Linked DNA regions of Sus scrofa: region 2 is linked to region 1. A link is a contact called in public HiChIP or PLAC-seq data. All regions are on one chromosome and are shown on one strand. The core of a region is the stretch at or near the end of the contact, and the rest is flanking DNA. Distances in the headings are between cores, read along the strand shown.

What was found. HiChIP or PLAC-seq counts read pairs in DNA pulled down with a chosen protein or histone mark.
Region 2: an H3K27ac HiChIP or PLAC-seq map of skeletal muscle shows a contact between it and region 1. The contact joins the promoter of PDK4 here to the promoter of ASB4 in region 1. A contact is called at or near these places in 2 of 47 Hi-C or Micro-C datasets (heart right ventricle and skeletal muscle) and 1 of 2 datasets of contacts at active chromatin or transcription factors (skeletal muscle).

The regions. Positions count from the first base shown.
Region 1 is chr9:75,107,796-75,112,144 of Sscrofa11.1, forward strand. It overlaps ASB4 (ankyrin repeat and SOCS box protein 4), which reads left to right and starts at 2,583. Exons shown (of 6, transcript XM_021102414.1): 1 at 2,583-2,873. The coding sequence starts at 2,687.
Region 2 is chr9:75,257,897-75,262,245 of Sscrofa11.1, forward strand. PDK4 (pyruvate dehydrogenase kinase 4) reads right to left here and starts at 2,238. Exons shown (of 11, transcript NM_001159306.1): 1 at 1,899-2,238; 2 at 804-945. The coding sequence starts at 2,013. All of the region lies in intron 3 of ASB4 (ankyrin repeat and SOCS box protein 4), which reads left to right. The region is part of intron 2 of LOC106504960 (a long non-coding RNA gene); the gene reads left to right.

The sequences.
Region 1 (4,349 bases), core at 1,333-3,832:
TCTAAATAATCAATGACTAATTCTTTATTCATTCATTATTCATTTATTCATTCATGCTGAGCACCGAAGGCATGAGAATGATTTAATTCCTTACTTTATGGAATCTACAATTCTGCGTTATTCTCCGTTACCAAGTTATCGTTATTAATATATTCAGTACAGAAATACATCTTTATCACAAATGTAAGTTGTGGTCATTATAGACGACTTCAGAAAATAAGAAAGAGATGAAGAAATCAGATGAAATCTTAGCACTAGGAGATAAAAGCTGATGATATTTGGGAATTAATGCATTTAATTTTCTTCCTATGTGTGGATTTAGCATACAAATTTATATGTTATATGAATATATACAAATATGTATTTGTACATTATATAACTATATGTATTTTTAGAAGACATTTATACTACATATACTATTTTATAAATATGGATATTTTAAATATAGATATTTTAGATAAAATATCTTGTAGATAAAATATCTTATAGATATTTTGTTTTATTTATTTTTTGAAATATAATAGACAAATATTTAGTGACATGAAGAATTCTACAAAATAAATTGTTATGTAAAAATCAGGTTACCGGAGTTCCCGTCGTGGCTCAGTGGTTAACGAATCCGACTAGGAACCATGAGGTTGCGGGTTCAATCCCTGGCCTTGCTCAGTGGTTTAAGGCGCTGCCTTGAGCTGTGGTGTAGCTCACAGACGCGGCTCGAATCCCGTGTTCCTGTGGCTCTGGCATAGGCCGGTGTCTGTAGTTCCGATTCGACCCCTAGCCTGGGAACCTCCATATGCCGCAGGAGTGGCTCAAGAAAAGGCAAAAAGGAAAAAAAAATCAGATTACAAAATAATGTTTATAGGAATTTTCAGTTATAGATATTTTTAAATGAATATATATCTACCTATGGATATGCCATAATTTATCAAATTCTCTACTGTTGGTCACTTAGATTGCATCCATATTTTTTACTATTATTAACAATGTAATAACCCATCTCTATAATTTTATTCATTTATCTATCCTTTTTTTCTGGCCAGATACTTTATGTTAAGGTTGACGTTTTATCTTCTTGAAGATTTAAAATTAAGAATATTAACAAATATTTTAAACATTAAAAAACCCCAAAACTAATCTACAGTATTAAAGGTCAAGATAATAGTTATCATCGGGATCAGGTGAGTGTTTTGATTAGAAGGTGACATAAGGAAGTTTCAAGTCTACCTGAACTACTCTGTGGTTCTACGTGGGGGTTGGTTACAAGGGCGTATTCACTTTGTAAAAACTGTCATGCTGTACACTTGTCATTTTCTACTTTCTTATATTTATGTTACATAGCAGTGTGTAACAAGTTAAAATATTATATTATGATTTGCATCCACATTTATATCCTTAGGTAAATTCTAAGAAAAGAATACATTATAATTTTAAAATTCATGTTGCTAATTATTCTGCCAAAAGATTGTACCAGTTTTGACTTTCACCAACAATATATAAAATGTGATTTCTTTGTGTTCAAATGAACTCTATCATAATTTTTCTAATTTGTAATGACTTACACATTTAAAAATTGAGTATTTTGGAGTTTCCGTTGTGGCACAGTGGAAATGAACCCGACTAGTATCCATGAAGACACAGGTTTAATCCTGGCCTTGCTCAGTGGGTTAAGGATACAGTGTTACCATGAGCTGTAGTGTAGGTCACAGACGTGGCTAGGATCCGGTGTTGCTATGGCTGTGTGTAGGTTGACACAGCGATAGCTCAGATTCAACCCCTAGCCTGGGAACTTCCATATGTCATGGGTGCAGCCCAAAAAAAAAAAAAAAAGAAAGAAAGAAAGTGTATTTTTCTTTCTTGCTTTTTAAACTTGGAAAGATTTCAAACTTACAGAAAAGATGAAAAATTAATACTATGAACATATATAAATTCCTCATTAAATTTGCTAACTTTTAACTTTTTGCCACATTTGCATCCTCTATTTATGCACACACACACACACACACACACACACACACATATCTATACCTGTGTATAAAATACAAGGTTAGATGTTTTGTCCCTTTAGTCTCTTTTTATCTAAAATAGCACTCTGTACCCTCACCCCACCCCACTTTCTTTCATGACATTCAAATTTTTCATGTGTAAATCACTTAATAACCTTATGTTCATTTTCAAATGTGTATGACCATGCTTGATTTTGCAGGCTCATACTACAGATTATTGTAGGTTTTCAGAAGCACATGTAACAACAACTGTAACAAATTTTCATTTGTGGCTATTGGTTAATCAGAGCAAGACACTGGATATCCAGTTGGGCACACCAGATGTTTTTACTGAGGGGGAAAAAAAAAGCATTAAGATCTTTTAAATCTTACATTATTACTTTGATCATATAAGAAATAATGGTGACATTTTATCCTCTAAAATGTATGGCAAGGGTTTGCCTTCATTTGACATGCAATATTATTCAATGAATTATTATAGAACCAGCTTAAAAGACCTGAGAGTGCAGTGACAGCCAAGAAGGATATTTTGAAGTTTGAAATGATCCCTATATAAATAGAACGGATCAGCATAACTTTGGGATAAAATTAGCTGACAGTTTGTGGACTCTCTAGCATGTGCCTGTTTGCTTGGTGCTGTTCTCCTGATAAATCACAACAAAGCTTCCAGAGGGAGAGAAAGGATGGACGGCCCGGCTGCCCCTGTTACTAAATCTGCAACTGCCAAGTTAGTTAAGAGAAATTTCCTTGAGGCTCTAAAGTCAAATGACTTCGGAAAATTGAAGGCCATTTTAATCCAACGGCAAATAGATGTGGACACAGTTTTTGAAGTTGAAGATGAGAATATGGTTTTGGCATCTTATAAACAAGGTAAACATAGGTATAGTTGTAAAAGTGATAGAAAATGGATTTTTCTTTAAATGCAAACCATTAGTTACCCAATCTAAGCTGGTAGCTCTTATTGTTTCTTTACATATTTAAAAACATTTCTCACGTAATTGTTTCTTTTTTAAACTAGGTGAAATGGGCTTATATATGTATATGTAAACCTCTTTTTCTTTTCTTTCCTTCTCTTTACTTTCTGTATCCTTGTGCCTGGAATTCAAAATCCTGTATAATCATATTTAGTTATGCAAATTTCTTTAATTTCTAACTCTTCTTCCTCCTCAACATAGAGTAAAGAAGACATCTCTAGGTTATGGTTAAACAGAGTGCTAAGATATAATCCAGACAGTATAACTAGGTTGGGTTCTGTTAACATGGCCACTTAAAGATAGATCATCTCTGCGTCCATCTGGAGGAATAAGAGGATTTTTGCCCTTATCTGGAGGATTAATAGATGGGCAGGGGGATACCTTGAAGCAACTTGATGATCCTCATCATTTTAATGAGTTTTCAGTTCAGGCAGGAAAGCCAAAAAGTTAACTTTTTTCCTTGACTGCAATGACAGAACAAAATTGTAGATCTACTTAACACGGAGTCTCTGTCTTATGAAAAACTGTGGATGACACAAATTAGAACTGATTTTTTTTCTTATCAAGGGATTTTCTGGAATCCATGCTTAATAAATCAGAAACAAAATAGAAGTGAGCAGACTCTGATTTCCCAAATCAGCCAGTTAATGGGAGAATTTGAGTAGCGAGGCCATCTGGTAAGCAGACCGCAAACAAACACCATGTTCAACATCACTTCTGTTTAAACAAAATAGATGATAAGGTCTTGTGTACAATGTTGAGCGGGAGATAGCAGTTCTTTTTTCATGGTTTAAATACTTTCCATTTGTGTATAGATCATCAGTGCCATCAATTTTCAGAAATTAATGCTAATGGTATATGTATTTCTACCTTAATTTACTATACTCTGCTTGTCAGTTCCGAAGGAAGGATGAGATCATTGAGGCCAGTTACTTCCTGCATTTATGATTTTTACTTGAGAGTTTTATTATAAATTGGCATTGCTATTTTGACTGGAAGATGAAGAGGTCTGGTTTTTAAAATGTGGTTGATGGAGGCACTGTTAAGAGGAATCTATACTATGTGACTGTTTTCATCTATGAATTTACTCAGTGAAAGACTGAATGCTACATACATTTTTAAGGCATTGTTTAAGCTTATGTTTGTGCCTAGCGTAAAGTAACATAGGTCCAAATCAGCAGGTAATTTATTTGGCCCTGAGTTGTGAAGAATGCCTTTTCTCATCTCTTGGGCTTGCCAAATTGCGATACACGTGAAGGTTCTGAAGTTGTGAGAAAGGAAGTTTTAGTGGCATATTCTGGAGTAAAAGGGTGCTGTTTCTTTTGCTTCTAATGGGGTCATCATCCTGAATCAGAAAATAAAAAGCACTTTA
Region 2 (4,349 bases), core at 988-3,487, 150 kb after region 1:
TAGCAGTAAATACTATGGTTTGAATATGTTTCCAAATGCAATAGTTTAATGAGTGTATGTATAATACTTTTATTTATTAAATCAATGGAAAAAGCTGTGCAGTCAGTGGATTAGAGTGAAGCTCTGGTGCCTATCTGCCTTAGAGCATATCCTGGCACTGTTCTCTAAAAATCTGCTCTTGGGTTATGTACTCCCTCTAAATCAGTATCCTTATTTGCAAAATGAGATACTAACTGACACTGAGTGCTGGCTGGGTGCCAGGTACTGTTCTAAGTGCTTTTTCAATTGACTAGCTCATATAATTACACTTAACTATCCCTTTCAAGCATATACTTTTTTCTCCTCAATAACAGATGGGGAAATTGAGGCATAGGTATGAGACACTTGCCAAGGAGTCCACGAAGAAGAGGCAGAGGCAAGATTTGAACCCACAGCCTGCTTTGTTCATTTGTTTGTATGTAACAAAGATTAGGCTCTCTCTAAATAGTAGTCACCTGTATCTATTTCTAGGATAGGATTCCTTTGTAATATCAAACTGTCTTATTATTTAAAGTACAAATTAATATAACCAGAAGTAAAAACTGTATTGTGAAAGTACCTACTTTTTCAGGGCAAAATATTTATAGCTTTATAATTGCCCTTATAACTCACCCTAAATTAGTAAAAATATTATTTTTATCTTTCAAAAGTATTTAATGTTCAGGCCACCTGTTGTCTAATTATGATGTTAACATATTACAAGAATTCTCACTCAGATCCCTGTCTTAAAACTAGATACTGTTTCAGAATGGTTCATCACTTACCAGCTCTTAACTAATTGCACTGAAGAGGTATTTACTAATCGATCAGGGAGGATATAAATTTCCTTCAGGATATTGGCTAGCCTCACAGGCAACTCTTGTCGCAAAAATGCAAAAGAGGTTCTTTCACATGCATTTTCTGAACCTGTAATAAAATATTATTTAGTTTTTGGGAAAATGTATAAATTATATATTTGAGTAGTATTAACTATCCAATATTGAGCACACACATAAATATATTACAAAATTATATTTCACTCTCAGTTGGGTTACTACTTATAGGTAATTCAAGAGTAAGCATCTTCTTTATTATCTTTTGTCTTTTTCTTTCTTAAAAAGTGACCAAATATGACAAATATTATTTTTTCTTTTTGACAAAGATTCTCTTTTCATAATACCCCCCAATATGAATCTTAGTATTCATAAAAGAGTGCAGGATTCAATCAAATGATGATGTCAAGGAGACATCATTTATATAGTCTTAGATGAAACTGGAGTGAGGGGATAAGGGGAGGGGTGGGAATCCTGATGTTTCCAGACTGGCGATAAATAATACCACATTTAAATCCTTGAAATTTTCTTTATGAGATTTCTGCAGAAAGTTTGTAAATATTTGCAGCAGTAATGCAAATATATGGATGGTAAAGAGACAAATTTGTTAGGAATGCAGCGAGATGAACCCTGTGGAGGGATGAAGGGTGGCTCAAGGCTAAAAATCTCAATTAATCTGAGGCTAGTTTATAATATTAGGAATCTTCTTCAAGATGTAGTATGCCCTGAAGAAGGGTATAAAGTTGTTAAATGGTGACTGAAAGCAAAAAGTATTTTGACTGAAAATTTTGTACAGTAAGAGAAAAAGATGAGCTCAAACCATCCAGCATGTCAGGCTGCAAGTGGCCTTGGCCTGCAGGCACTGTCAGAAAGAAAGCAAATCTAACAAAAGGCAAAGTGTACTAGTGTTGAGGTTCCAGGGTTTAATAGGAAAGTATACCCCAGGTGTTTTATGTAATGGACCCAGCCCTCCCTACACAAGGTCTGAAAGTTTAAGGCAGCTTCCAAGTCCCTGCACCCCAAGCTGGGCCTTATGTCCCCACTCACCGAAGTCCAGCAGCTGCTTTATGGACAGCGGGGATGGGCTGTAGCGCGAGAAATGCTCGACCTCTCGGGGAACCAGGGAGCCAGCGCTGCGCATCACAAAGCGAGCCGCTTTCATCCTGATGCCTGTTCCAGACTGGAGCTGAGGCTGGTTGGAGGGGTGAAGGCTGCCAGAAGCAGGACCTAGGACCTTGTAGGGCGCGGGAGGGGCACGTCCCTGCGGAGAGAACAGGTGGGGTGGTGCTCCCAGACCTAGGCTGAGGTTCCGGGGTGCTTCTTGGTGGAGGAATGAGGCACTGAGTCGTAGGAGCAGTAGGTAGCCTGAGACTCAGATTGGTGTCCTGTCACCACCCGCGCCTCCCAAGGTTTTATTTGTTCCCCTGCACGCCGCCCCCCCCCCCAACTCCAAAGGGGAGGAGTCACTGGGACTAGGAGAAGCTTCCTGAACTTAGGTCCAGGCCACTCAGCTCCGATAAAGAACTTTGGGCCCCGCCCCACGGACGCGGAGGCTTTGTGCTGGAGGCTGTAAGGGATAAAGGGGTGGGAGGAAGTCGACCTCAGGAGGTGAATAGAATTAAGATCCGCAGTTTGGAGGAGGACTCCGGATAGCGTGGGCGGGGCAGTGGGGGCGGGGCGGCCCAAGCTTGTCCTTGTTTACCAGTGAGAAGCTGTGACAGTGTCACGCATTCTTGGCCAGAAACTATTTCCAAGAATCTGGGCTCCAGAATCTCATTGGTCGTTGCTAAGAGCGCGGCTTTTACAGTAGCTAATCAGCTGTGTCTAAAAGTATGGGATTCTCTGCTGTTGGACAGCGAAAATATTCCATTCCTGGATAGTACACGTTGTAAGGAACTGGAAGTTCCTTTTGCAGACTTGAGGCGCAGCCCAAAGTACGTTTACTTTCTTGTGGTGACAAAACATTAATTTGTTTATTCCCAGTAATACATTCTCTCCATTAGGTTTAACAGTTAATTAAAAACAAAATTAAAAAGGGATTAATTCGTCAGTTTGACTCACTTTTTTCCCCTCCCATCAGAGAATTTGCTCCCTCTTTCTTCCTGTGTGAAATGTACTTAATCCAAACCTTTGCCGAAGACATTCTTTCCCACCCGTAAATGTCCAGCACAAACTCTATGCTGCAAGATATCTTCCTAATTGCCTCTCCCCGCTCCTTCTTCCGAATATGGCTTTTGTCACTTATGACATTAGTTGTAGCTATTTATGTTCTTATTTTGTCCCTCTCCCTGAAAGAGATCAGGTTTGGAACCATGTCTGGTATATCTTTCGGATTGCTTACTCTCTTTGTTGCTACCCAGGCTTAAACAGTTGCAAAAATTTGGGGAAAATTCCACATTGCCTTTCCAATTGATGTATAGTTGATTTTACAATGTTGTGTTAGTTTCAGGTGTCAGCACAGTGATTCAGGGATGTGTGTGTGCTGTTTCAGATTCTTTTCCCTTCTAGGTTATTGCAAAATACTGATTATAGTTCCCTGTGCTATATAGTAGATCCTTGTTGGTTATGTATTTTACGCATAATAGTGTGTATGTTAATCCCAACCACCTAATTTATCCCTCTTCCCCCGTTTCCCCTTTTATAACCATAAGTTTGTTTTCTATATCTGTGGATCTATCATGTTTTGTCAATAAATTCATTTATATATATTTTAGACTCCACATATAAGTTATATAAGATATTTGTCTTTGGTTTACTTCACTTAATATGATAGTCTCTAGGTCCATCTATGTTGCTGCAAGTGTTATTATTTCATTCTTTTTTTTTTTTTTTTTAATGGTCACACCTGCAGCATATGGAGGTTCCCAGGCAAGGGACTGAATACGAACCACAGTTGTCGCTTATACCACAATTGGAACACCTGATCTTTTTTTTTTTTTTTTTTTTTTGTCTTTTTTTTGTCTTTTTGCCATTTTCTTGGGCTGCTCTCGTGGCATATGGAGGTTCCCAAGCTAGGGGTCAAATCGGAGCTGTAGCTGCCGGCTTATGCCAGAGCCACAGCAACACGGCATCTGAACCGTGTCTGCGACCTACACCACAATGCCGGATCGGATCGTTAACCCACTGAGCAAGGCCAGGGATCAAACCTGCAACCTCATGGTTCCTAGTTGGATTTGTTAACCACTGTGCCACAATGGGAACTCCATCACCTGGTCTTTTAATCCACTTTGCCGGGATGGGGATCAAACCCGAACCTCTGCAGTAACCCAGGCTGCTGGAGTCAGATTCTTAATCCACTGTGTCATGGCAGGAACGCCATTCTTTTTTATAGCTGAGATATAGATAGCACATTCTCTTTATCTATTCCTCTTTCGATGAACATTTAGGTTACTTCCATATCTCACCTATTGCATGTAGTACTGCAGTGAACATTGAGGTGAATGTGTCTTTTCAAATTTTGGTTTTCTCTGGATATATGCCCTGGAGCAGGATTGCAGG